2 separate regions of the Capsicum annuum genome follow, and region 2 is linked to region 1. A link is a contact called in public Hi-C data. All regions are on one chromosome and are shown on one strand. The core of a region is the stretch at or near the end of the contact, and the rest is flanking DNA. Distances in the headings are between cores, read along the strand shown.

Region 1 (6,204 bases), core at 2,620-5,119:
TCCCTTTGAATACACAACTTGCAGTCACATTAATTCCATAAAAATGAAAAATCACTTCCAACAATGTCGCCAAATGTACCTTCCAACATCCATTAAGCACTTCCCAAAGGAGCAATGTATCTATCTCAATTATAATTCAGTGAACATTACGCCTGGAAATATATTCACATAGGCCTTACATGATTCAATTTGCTCTATATGACAGGGTCAAGAAAAATGATTGGATATCGAGAATCATCAGTCAATCATCAGCTGTAGAGATTTAGCATTTATCCCTGATGAGCCTTTCAGAACAAGGTATAAGCTATATATCCTGGAGCATACCCCTGAGGTGGAGGCTCAGCATTGAGAAAAGATCATAGAGGAGAGTGGAAGAACAAAGTTTGTTTCCCTAAAGGAACGAAGGTGAGCGCTCCAGTGAATAGTGAGATAGAATAGCAGAGTACAAGTACATATGAAAATTTATCACCACCACATTTTCTAATATAAGAATATCAAAATGTAAAATAATAAATATTCAACCTTAATTATTTTGTGAACAGTATAATCCTATTACAAACAGAAATTAACATCAATGCACCTTGACTTCTTCATCTCAAAGAATACAAAGCAACAAGCATCAAGCTGTTAAGCACGACCAAACCGTAGGACTAATTTATCTTCAGAACAGCAAATCCACACAGCAAACTACCTTTGTAAATACACACACAGCAATCAGAAGATTTCCCAGAATTTAATTCGAAGCACACATGGATGACAAATTTGTAGATTTGTTGTCCTCACAAATTACTATTCCTTTGTAAATATACTCACACTAGCAATCAGAAGATTTCCCAGAATTTAATTGAAGCACACGGATGACAAATTTGAAGATTGCTGTCCTCACAAATTACTATACCTGCTAATATGTTGCGCCGGTTGAAACGTCTGAACACCTCCCTCATGCCTTTAAGCTGCCAACGCGTTCTCCTAACTGCAATTGGTTGTGTCTAAGACAGCCTGTGCATACCCGTCTATTCCATTAGGTACATGCATCCTCTTTCTGCAGAGTTTCAAACCCTGGCGTCCTATGGTCTTCGTTCCAGTATCATTGAGCACTAGACTACATCCTTTGGTGTGGAGACATTTTACAATAGGAACCAGTGCGTGAGGGGGCACCACGACAGATTAAACTACATATGCAGTTTGTGGAGTGCTTATTCACTTCTTTCTGCCTTTGTGCTGCCAACATCTTTTATTACCTTCCGAAGGTTTCCTTCTGCAAAAAGAACCATTATGCAAGGTTGCTCCACAAGTTGGATAATGGTTGACTGCTGGAGTGTCTATATTCCAATGCTTTTTTCCACTGCTAATTTTGGCAGCTGAACCTGCAAATACACTTGGTATTTCAGATCCTAATTGCTTAGAAATGGGCTCTTTAACCCTCATACCCTTATGTCCTTCACAGCGCTTTCTTCCTACTGCAGGTTGCCGGGTGCAGAAACTACCGTCATTTAAATGAACTCCACATATGACATTGTGGTTATGGTGGATAAGAGAACTGGAGAAATGTTGAAACTGTTGTATATCAGTTCTACTAGATAAGATCTGTTGATAGTCCTTACTAGAAGAAGTCCTGTATTCCAGTATCGGATTGTAGGTCGACCGGCCAATTTTGTCTGTCATTGTCTGAGAAACGAAGCCCCGATTTCTCCTTCCCTTGTGTTCTAGACATCTTTTGTTTCCCTGGAATGGTTTTCTTGCACAAGGAGAACCACAGTCCAAGATAAAACCACAAATTGGAGCATTTTCTTCACCTCTACTTTCGCAAGGTCTTGTGCTCTCATTTCCTTCTGCAATCAACTTCGAATTTACACTGTTTACCTTCATTCCCTTGTGCTCAGCACATCTTTTATTTCCTGCTATTGGAGGCCTTATGCAAACAGATCCATGACCTAAAGCCACACCACAAATAGTATTTGGATCGTCATTTACACCAAAACTAAATGAAACTATCCTTGGCTGAGATCGCCCAAATTTGAATACTTGGGGAAGGAAGTTGGTGTTTTTGAAGCTATCATGAAAATCAGATCCATTCTTCAATAAAAGGGGCTTGCACGCTTTGATTCTGACGCCCTTTTGTTTCTCAAGGGACAATTGAAGCTTCCTAATGAAAGCAGGAAGATGAGTTGCTCTTGAAATGCTATCAAGCTTGCAGAGGACATCATTGTGGCGACGTACACCATTACTGCCTTTATTCCAAGCATAATCAAATTTGTCGAGCAGCTGGGCTTCAGTTCTCTCAGCATCTTTATTGTTGTTTGTCTGTTAAATATTAAGAAACATTACCAAAACCTATTAAGGTTCATAGTAACTGAGGTACTTCAGGTACAAGTCAATACTGCATGCAATTACTTTTGCTGAAACATGCTTTAATGTGCAACTACATGGGTGGCAGACAGCTCACTTGTCCTTTTAGTGTATCCATCTATAGCTTAGGGAAAGAACATAATAGTCGTAATTATCAACAAGATCACAGAGTAATACTAGGAGAGCTTTAATCGGAATGCCAAATAGACTGACGAGCGAGTAACTACTAATTGCAATTTTCCGTTTAGGAAAGTAACATTAGAAAATCTTGCTTCACAATATCAAAGAAAGAAAAAACACTTTTACTTATAACTCGCATGAGTGAGTGAAAACAAACTCTTTGCATTTCAATATGTAACAGGAAACCAGAAATTAACAAGTTACTTAACACTGAAGATAGGAGAAATATATACTTACAGGCGCCCACCGGTAAACAATAGAGAAGCCTCTTGCGAATGTTTCTGTAAATAATCCTGCTCTCTTTGAAGCAGATATAATTTCATTGTCGTGCAGCTCACTATTCGAGCAACCATTCTCTAAATGAGCACCTTCACGGCCATATCGCTGCAGCCTAATCCTAACACTGTCAGATTTTCCAACATACACAGGAACAATATGATCAGGGTCAAGTCTGGTAGATCGGAGCCATGGCACAGCTATTCCCAATTCATAAACTCCAGAGCACGAGGTGCAGTTTGGCAGGTTCTGAGTCCTATATTTCTCTGCGCCTTCCTTCCCCAGTAAATGATCTTCCCAATCATTAGGGCCAATTAAAATCTGGCAGTAAAACACTCATGATGAATCAGAAGAACAATAGGTAAGTCGCTAGTATCAATTAATTTATCTTTCCAGCTTGGAGAAAGAGATTTGTGCTTTGACACATTTTCTCCAACCATGTAGATTCTTTTGTCATTTTTGTACATAGGAGGAAGACCCAAATTTATTTATTTTCTGTTATGGGATACTGTTCATAAAAAATTATTTTACTTCATTAAACGGCTAGGAAAGGGAGGGGAGGGAAGCTCCAGATGTAAATCTAAGCAACAAAAGTTAGATCTGGAAGTTAATGAAATCCGCAACATTTCAAACAATTACTATATCAAACAATTAACGAGAAAAAGAGCTTGGATGGAACCTTCCAATCGGAGAAAGCTTGATCGTGTTTAGTGCGCTTACAGTCTTCTCTTTTGAGACGAATGATTAAGGATCTGTCAGCAGATGCCATTGAGCTCTGCAGCAGCGGCTGCACTCACGTTATTCACTATTTTATCCGGGGGAATATTTACCCAACATACAACCTAGCTCAATAAATGACCTCAGCTTTAATGGAAAATTGTCTAATGATAAAATTTCTAGTGAAAAAAGGCAAAATATGTTCCTTCAGTTCGCTTTTAGTTGTCACAATACTTTTTGTGTTGAGAGTTAGGAATTAGGTGAATTGACAATTGATAGCTAACTAATAGCTAGTTGTAAGGGTAATTAGTTATACATTTTCTTCAGTAATGAGAACAATTTTTTTCTCCTTCTAGTTTATCCTTTTCTATTATTTTTGTAGTTTTTTAACATGGTATTAGAGCCAACAATGGTGATTCAAGTTGATTTCATCTATTTCCGTTAAATTCCTCTTTCTCCGGCCTTCATTTCTTCACTCGCCCAAATTATTCTGCATTTTATTGATTATATTTGTTATTTCTCCAGTTTTTCTCGATCTATTTGGTGTTCATTCATGGCGATTGGCAATAGTTCCTCTTCTGCTGATGGTGTTGATGCTAGTGGATCACAACAAGCAGCAAATTCTCAATCACCTGCAGTTTTTTATTCGTTTAATCCTCTGTTTTTACAATCATCCGATGTTCCTAGTGTTAATCTAGCTTATTGTGTTCTCACTGGTATGGAGAACTACACCTTCTGGAGAAAATCAATGAGCATTGCTTTACTTGAAGAGAACAAAATTGGTTTTGTATATGGTACATGCAAAAAGGAGATGTATGATGGTCAAATGTATACTAGTGGGAGCATGTGAATGTGATTGTGCTTTCCTGGATCATGAGCTCAGTTTTGAAGGATTTAGTGAATGGAATTGTGTATTCTTCCAATGCTCACAAAGTTTGAATGTATCTCAAAGAATGTTTTGATAAGGTGAATGCTACCAAAATCTATCATATGCACAGCCGAACTGCTACACTTGTTCAAGGTACATCTACTGTTTTTGCCTGTTTCTCGAAATTGAGTGAGCTTTGGGAAGAATATGAATCCCTGGTACCTCCCCCCATGAGTACATGTGATACATCTCGCGAATTCATTAGTAATTTGGAGAAGCAAAAACTTATGCAATTCTTAGTAGGGTTGAATGAGCATTATAATCAGTCTAGGAGCCAAATCTTAATGATGACACCCACTCCTTCCGTAAATCAAGCCTATTCTCTGATTATTCATGAGAAGGTCAACGTGCACACTTAAACACAAACTCATCAGTTTTACACTGTGAAGAGGGTGAATCCCAGCTTTGAATGTGTCCACCAGTTCACGAAGCATAGCTAGCTTGAAACAGAAACACGCACTACCCTCTCATTTTAAGGAAGGGGACTTATTAGTCACATGAGCTGTTGTAGCAAACTTACAAAAGGCAACACTACTTACAACTTGCGAATGAAGAGAACTTCTGGTGTTCAATGTGTTTTTTATCATCTCAGAGGACATACTAAGGATCAGTGTTACAAACTTATTGTATATCCATCTAACTTCAAATTCACCAAAATAGGGAGAGAGAACAACATGGATCCATAAGGAAGTAACTATAATAGTTCTGGTTTTAGAAGTGCACCATGTCAAAGAAATGGTGGCTATAGTGCTCATAGTGCTAATGTGAATTATAATAATGAATATGGGTACAAAGCTCCTGCAAATCAACCTGGGCAACAGTCATTCACAACTAGGGGTGGACGTTCGGTATTCGGTTCGGTATTTTTAAAGTTTGGATTTGGTAATTCGGTAATCGATATTTGAACATAGATACCACATACCATACTTATGAACATTGGTTCGGTAATTCGGTAATCGGTAAATTAGACTTCGGTTAGGTACGGTATTTGGTTTTACCATATTAAAGTTGGAGAAGTGAAAATGTACGTTTAAACTTCAAAGAGTATATTTAATAGAATCCTTATTTAGTATTCTTTTTATTTCTTTTTACGAATATATTACCAAGTTTCAAGAGATTTTTTGGAATGACTAATATTATTGTCTATTGGGTTGGTTATATGTGTGTGTGTGTATATATATATATTTATATATATATGTATATATAGTATTCAGTAAATACTGAATACCAAACGGTATTAATATCTTGAACCAAACCCAATACCGAATACCGAAATATTAAAATTTTTCTCCCAAATACCATACCAAACACACCAAATTATCGAATACCAATTACAAAATTTTTTGGTTCGGTTAGTTAATTTGGTTTTCAGTATTTTATGCTCAACCCTATTCACAACAGACCAATTTCAGAAGCTTCTTAATCTGATTGATAAAGAGAAATCTCCTGAGAATGTAGCTAATATGGCAGGTACAATTAACTGTTTCTTAGCTGGTTTAAAGACTAATCTCTGAGTTGTTGATGCAGGAGCATCAAATCACATGGTTTCATCCATGGATCTATTGTCATCTAAGTTTCCACTCTTACCTTCTGATAAACATCAAGTTTATTTACCTAATGGTGATTCGGCTAGAATCACTTATAAAGGAACCTGCCTTCTTGGCAAAGATCAACTCCTTCAAGATGTTCTCTACATTCCTTTCTTCAAATTCAATTTACTATCAGTCTCCAAACTCACAAAAGACTTGCATTGT
Region 2 (6,204 bases), core at 1,369-3,868, 160 kb before region 1:
AGGAGCAGACTCTTGAAAATCATCCAAACAGACATATATTGCTCGCTCTATAATGGAATCTAAATTTATCGCGTTAGATAAAATCGATGACGAAGCTGAATGGCTCAGAAATTTCTTGAAAGATATTCCTTATTGGCCCAAATCTTTAGCACCAGTATCCATACAATGTGATAGTCAAGCGGTAATAGGTAGGATAAAGAGCATGATGTATAACAGTAAATCTCATCGCATTAAACGGAGACATAATACCATTAGAGAATTATTCTCTAGTGAAATTATCACGATTGACTATGTGAAGTCAAAGAATAATGAGTTGGATATACTTACAAAAGGCCTAACTAGAGAGGAAGTTGAAAGATCATCGAAGGGAATGGGTTTACAACCTATGATAAATCACCATGGCGATAACTCTACCTAGCAGGTTGGAGATCCCAAGAGCTAGGTTCATGGAGATAAAACAAAGTTGTGATTGACGGCTCAACTTTGTCAATTAACTCAATCCATTCTCATGATGAAGACAATGTTTAGGAAATAAGGATAAGACTTATGGTTTTAAGCTTTTTAATGGTTTCTAAGTTAGGCAGATTTGACCAAATAGTTTGATCCTAAGTTGCTTGAACTCTAGAAAAATGTTGCCGCACCCATGTCAGATTCCTCAAAATTACAATATATCTAAAGGATCCGACATGCATCCGTTGATATTTTTAAAGAGTCCGAGCAACATAGGTTTGATCTATTGGATTAAACATTTAGGAATCACATATGTGAGGGTGAAGCGGAAGCCACTTCAAGGAGAATGATAGTAAAGCATATTTTCTAAGCTCTCATGAAACAAGGTAGTGTTCATGGATGAAAAGAACAAAACCGTGAGAACCATAAAAGATAAAAGATTGGTTGTGTGACTTGTGTTGTATAAGAGTACATTAAAGTTGACGGTTCAAAGACATCACATCTACCGATTGACCGAATCGGTCCAATGCAAGTTCACTACGGAAAGTTCAAAGGAAAACCTACTTATCCAGATGCAATTAGTCTTTGCTTGTAGATCACACACGTGGCCATATATTTTTTGATGAAATAGTCATTCTCCATTCATGTGGGAATTGTTGGGTTCTAAGTGAAAGTGAATGGGAAACGAAGGGAAAAGTGAAGTTTTATAAAAGAAATGTTCTCCCACATTGGTGGGAGAAAGGAAAATCCTTGTGCTTAAGTATAAAAGCACTCCTTCATGTGTATAATGAGGCAAAAACAAGACAAGACTCGCGCCGTCGTCATTGTCGCTCGCTCGGCTCGGCTTTGACTTCAGATTTGGATTTGAATTCGAATTTGTCAAATGATCGATCTAGAGATTATCTTTGTGGACAAAATTCATTTAAAATTTGATAATTAGTGATGTTTTAATCCAAAAATTTGATAGAAAAATTTTCTCCATTTGCGAATGCACCTGAGCATGTACAGACGGATGTCACAATGCACCTCGAAGGGACACGACCCTCAAGACACAGTTTAATAATGAAAAAGACAACCTGCACGTGCACGGTGACCTGCAAAAGCAGGTGCCAATGCAAGCCAAGCCAGAACATTCTGGGTTTGTGCCAAAAGCCGACCTGCGGCCGCGTGTGGCCCCTCTGCGGCCGCAAGTGACACGGTGATCAAAACAATGCATCTTTTCAAGAACCATTGCATCCTTTCTGAAGCACCACCTTTTGGCTATAAATACCTAATTTTTTCCTTAGATAATAACACAAAATTTTGAAGAAAAAACACTCTTTTCTTCTTGAAAAACTCAAGTATGATCTACAATCGTTGAGTGAATTTGTAGTTCGGCAAATTTGAGGTACCACTATTCGCTGAAGTGAATCATTATATCCTAGGAGGATATATTCCATTAACCTCGGGTACTTGAGGGGAATAAATTCCTTAAGGACACACCGTGAATTCAGTGGACTTGATTCTTTCTGTCCTCATCTCTTTCTAAACGTTGGTTTTACTATTTTTTCAGAAAATAGTTTGAACTTCATTTTGATAGTTCATAAATTATTTGAACTTGTGTTCGAAGTTAAAAAGTTCTTTAACTTCATAGTTCATAAGTTGTTTGAACTTGTGTTTGAAGTCCTTGTGGATTGATACAGATTTTATACCCGGAAAACAACATATATAACCTCGGACTTCCCAATTCAATAGTTAGTTTTGAGGTACGGTTCTCCCAAATTTTTCTTAAATGCATGTGGACTAAAAAAGTCAAAAATAAGCAATTAATACATTAAAAATAGAAAAAAAATCAAAAAATTAATAAAACAAAAAGCAATACACAATGTAAAACTAACAAAAAACACCAATGCACATCACTGCAAAGTAAAAAAAAATGAAAATTAGCGAAGACGGAGGAAAACAGAGTAAGATAAAACGCACCTCGGTGAACAAAATTGCTTTGCTTACTGTGTTAGGGTTTTCGAGCAGCGATTCAGCAAAATGCTTCTGGAAGTTTCTAGAATCTTTTGTTTCTCCGCTGTTCTCACACAGTACTACGTGAGAAACATTGGAGGGAAAGACCAAACAAAAAATACAAAAAATAAAAAGTATTGAGTCAATATACAATATGCTTCACGCCAATTTTGTTTTCTTTTTTATTTGTTTCTTTTTCTGCTTCTTATTGGGTTTAATAAAACTAAAAATTATATAAATACACAATTTATGTTTTTAATATTATAAAAAATTTCAACTCCCTAAATATATTATAAAAATTTCAACATATACACAGAATATTATATATATATCGGTTATGTTATGTATATTAATAGAAAAAGAGAGTAAAGTAATTAAAAAAGTGGGAGAGAGTTCAAATGGGTCGGTATTTATGTTATTTATACATAAAAAGGAATTTTAGTCTCCTACAAGGACCACTATAAGCTTATTTGTGCTTTAAGATCACAACCGCAAAGAAGTTTTCACAAGACTTGGTGATTAGTAGGGGTAATTTTGTCATTTAATTTATATATTTTATTGTGCTGAAATGTTAAATAATTTTTTTATAGTAAAAGAATCCCTCGAATTCAAAATAAGTATGATAGAAATTTATTAAATAATTTAATTTGTTTAAATATCACAAAAAGTATCTCTTTTCAGAAGCGAAGCTAAACCAAGTATACATCCTTCGTTATGAAATTATATAGAACGTATCGGCCAAAAATTATTGTATAGCAACATATATAATGCGAGTAAGGTAATAAAAAAGAAAGTAAAAGGGTTCTTCTTTCTTTTATCACTTAGGAGGCATGCGAGATGAAAGTCTCATGCACGATTTTGAATGAGAGAAAGAAGTGAGGAATACTCTGTTCGACGTGGGCTCTTCCACCCCAGTCATTATTTTTTATTTTCGTTATTTTAAAAGTAGCTGCATTAGCTTGAGTCACTCGAATTTTTAATATTTCTTTTTATTTCTCATCAAATGAATGACATTTTATTAGCATTATATTTGAAAATGTCATTGCTATTACTTAAGCAAACATGAAACGAATGCTTGCATATTCGTCCATAGGCTTTCACTTTTGCACACTCCTATCATGGTCAGAGCAGTTGGCACATTGGTAGAGTGCAATTTATAGTGTTTGTGAGGTCTGAGGTTTTAAATTCACTAGCTTGATTTCTTAAAGTTCCTTTCTTACTTCTCTCTCACGACTCCTCTCCTCAACCAAAGTTATCTCTTACTTTCTTCTTTAGGAAACTTTCATTTAATTGGAACTTTCATGGTCCATTTATTTATAATTTATTTAGCCAAACTTCTAAAATCAACTAACTTTAAATAAGTATTTTTTAAAGAGCTTTTCAAAAAGGTATTTTTGGTGACAAGCAATTTGTGTTTGACCAATAACTTTTTTAAAAAAATTCTTGAGCAGCAATTAGTATTTGATCAAACTTTTAAAATTGTTTTTAAGTATATTTTTTCAAAAGTGCTTTTAGGGAAAACTACTTTTTTTAACTTATGATTTTTTTCTTTACTTCCCGTAAACGCATATTTTCTTTCATAAGCTTGATTTGTAAGAAAACTTTAAAGAATTCACCCAATATCGCATGTAAATCATTAGAGAGAGATTTGAACTAGAAGAATAGTAAGAACAGTAACCTTGTTCCATTGCAAATAACTTGATTTTAAAGATTTTTTTTTTTTTTTTTGTAATCAGTTGTATGATCTTCTAAGCTTTAATATGCATTCTATAATCTTTTCTAAGATGGGGTAGAGAAAGAAAAAATTGCTTACAAACTTAGGGACCATGATTTTATAATCTGACTCTTCTAAAAGGCACCATTTAATTATACCTCTTTAGAAGAGGTGTTTTTTCAATTATACTTCTTCAGAAGAGGTATCTTTTCAACTAAGTTTCCATCACACTTATGAAAAGGTCCATGAGATTTAATTTATCCAAAATAAATCGATACTAATTAGATATTTATGTTTTAGGCCCAAATACGTTAATACTTTATGAGATCATAAATTGGTTTTCTTTAGAGATAGCATATCTATGTATAATATATTGATATATGAGTTCACAAGATAGAAAATTACTAATAATCTCCCACTTGAACCACATATATTAATAAATAATCATACATAGGTGAACCTTTAGTGCGCATAAATATTTACTATCTTGATTTAAATATCTCAAAATAATCTGTCCCATCAATACTATTAATATAGGATCAAAGCAGTCTTTGTAACATATATTCGAAACAAAACCCATTAATGGTCAAAAATATCAACAATACTAATGACATAGATCAGATACAAAAATTACATGTAAAATGATCTAAGTCATGTCTATTCCCAAATGGTCCTACCTTATGACTTTAATAGTCCAAAATCACTTTCTTATACCTTATGCATACTGCAATAGAAAATTAAGATCTTTACTTTTCAGAGTTATCAATAAACACACGAAATTCAAAGTTTTCATAAAACTTGAGTCAGTATAGAAAATAAACTTTAACATATCAATAGCAAAAATAAAATAACAAACTCCCACTAAAATGACTCATCATCAAATTTGACAACACCGATATGAGCCACATGTTCGTGAAACACTTTAGGTGGCAAATCTTTCGTGAGCGAATCCGCAATCATCAAGTTTTTACTAATATACTCAATCGACACGAGACGACTCTGAACCCTTTTCTTTCACAACCAAATATTTAATGTCTATATGCTTTGACTTTGGCGGACTTCGGTTATTCTTCGAATATAACTCAACAAATTTATTATCACAATAAATTTTCAATGGTTTTTCTTTGCCACCAACTATTTGCATTCTAGTGATAAAATTTCTTAGCTATATTCCTTGATTTGATGCTTTACAACAGGCCACAAATTCGGCTTTCATTGTAGAAGAAGCTATTAATGTTTGTTTCACACTTTTCCAAGAACACAATTCCTTCAGTCATCATAAAAACATAACCTAATATAGATCTCCTACTATCAAGACATCTAACAAAATTTGAATCGAAATAACCTACGATCTCTAAATTATCCAACCTCCGATAAGTGAGCATGTAATCTTTAGTTCTTTGAAGATACATCATAACCCGTTTTGCAACATTCCAATGATCTATTCCCGGATACTTAAATATCGCCCCAACATTTCCAGTATGTACGTAATATCTGGATGCGTACAAACTTATGCATACATGAGACTTCTCACTGCTAATGCATATAGAATTTTATCCATCTTTTTCTTCTCTATGTCCAAATTTGGATATTGACGCAAACTTAATGTATCACCTTTTGCCACAGGTGTATCTCCTGGTGCATAATTTTGCATGTCAAATCTACTTATCACATTATCAATATAAGTTTTTTGCGATAGTCTAAGAGCATTTCTAATGTGATCCTTATGAATCTCTATACTTAGAACAAAGGACACATCACCAAGATCTTTCATTTCAAATTTACTTGACAAAAATTTCTTGGTTTCATGCAATAAACCTACATCATTGCTTGCTAGTAGAATGTCATCTACATATAGCACAAGGATAACAAATTTCTCCCACGGAACTTGAGCTATATACACTTATCAATGATGTTTTCCTTAAAACCAAAATAAGTTATCACTTGATCAAACTTCCGGTACCGTTGACGGAATGCCTATTTTAAACCATATATGGACTTCTTAAGTTTACATACAAGGTGCTTTGAATCTTGAGACTCTAAGG

The links. Hi-C and Micro-C count contacts between places; a contact is called where the count stands out from the background.
Region 2: a contact with region 1 is called in a Hi-C map of leaf, with 1.8 times the contacts expected there. The contact joins the promoter of LOC107878200 here to the promoter of LOC107878199 in region 1.

The regions. Positions count from the first base shown.
Region 1 is chr7:183,830,100-183,836,303 of UCD10Xv1.1, reverse strand. It overlaps LOC107878199 (protein EFFECTOR OF TRANSCRIPTION 2), which reads right to left and starts at 3,869. Exons shown (of 3, transcript XM_016725121.2): 1 at 3,485-3,869; 2 at 2,767-3,126; 3 at 503-2,304. The coding sequence starts at 3,574. The coding sequence ends at 1,201.
Region 2 is chr7:183,988,820-183,995,023 of UCD10Xv1.1, reverse strand. LOC107878200 (protein argonaute 16) reads right to left here and starts at 2,618. Exons shown (of 23, transcript XM_016725122.2): 1 at 2,413-2,618.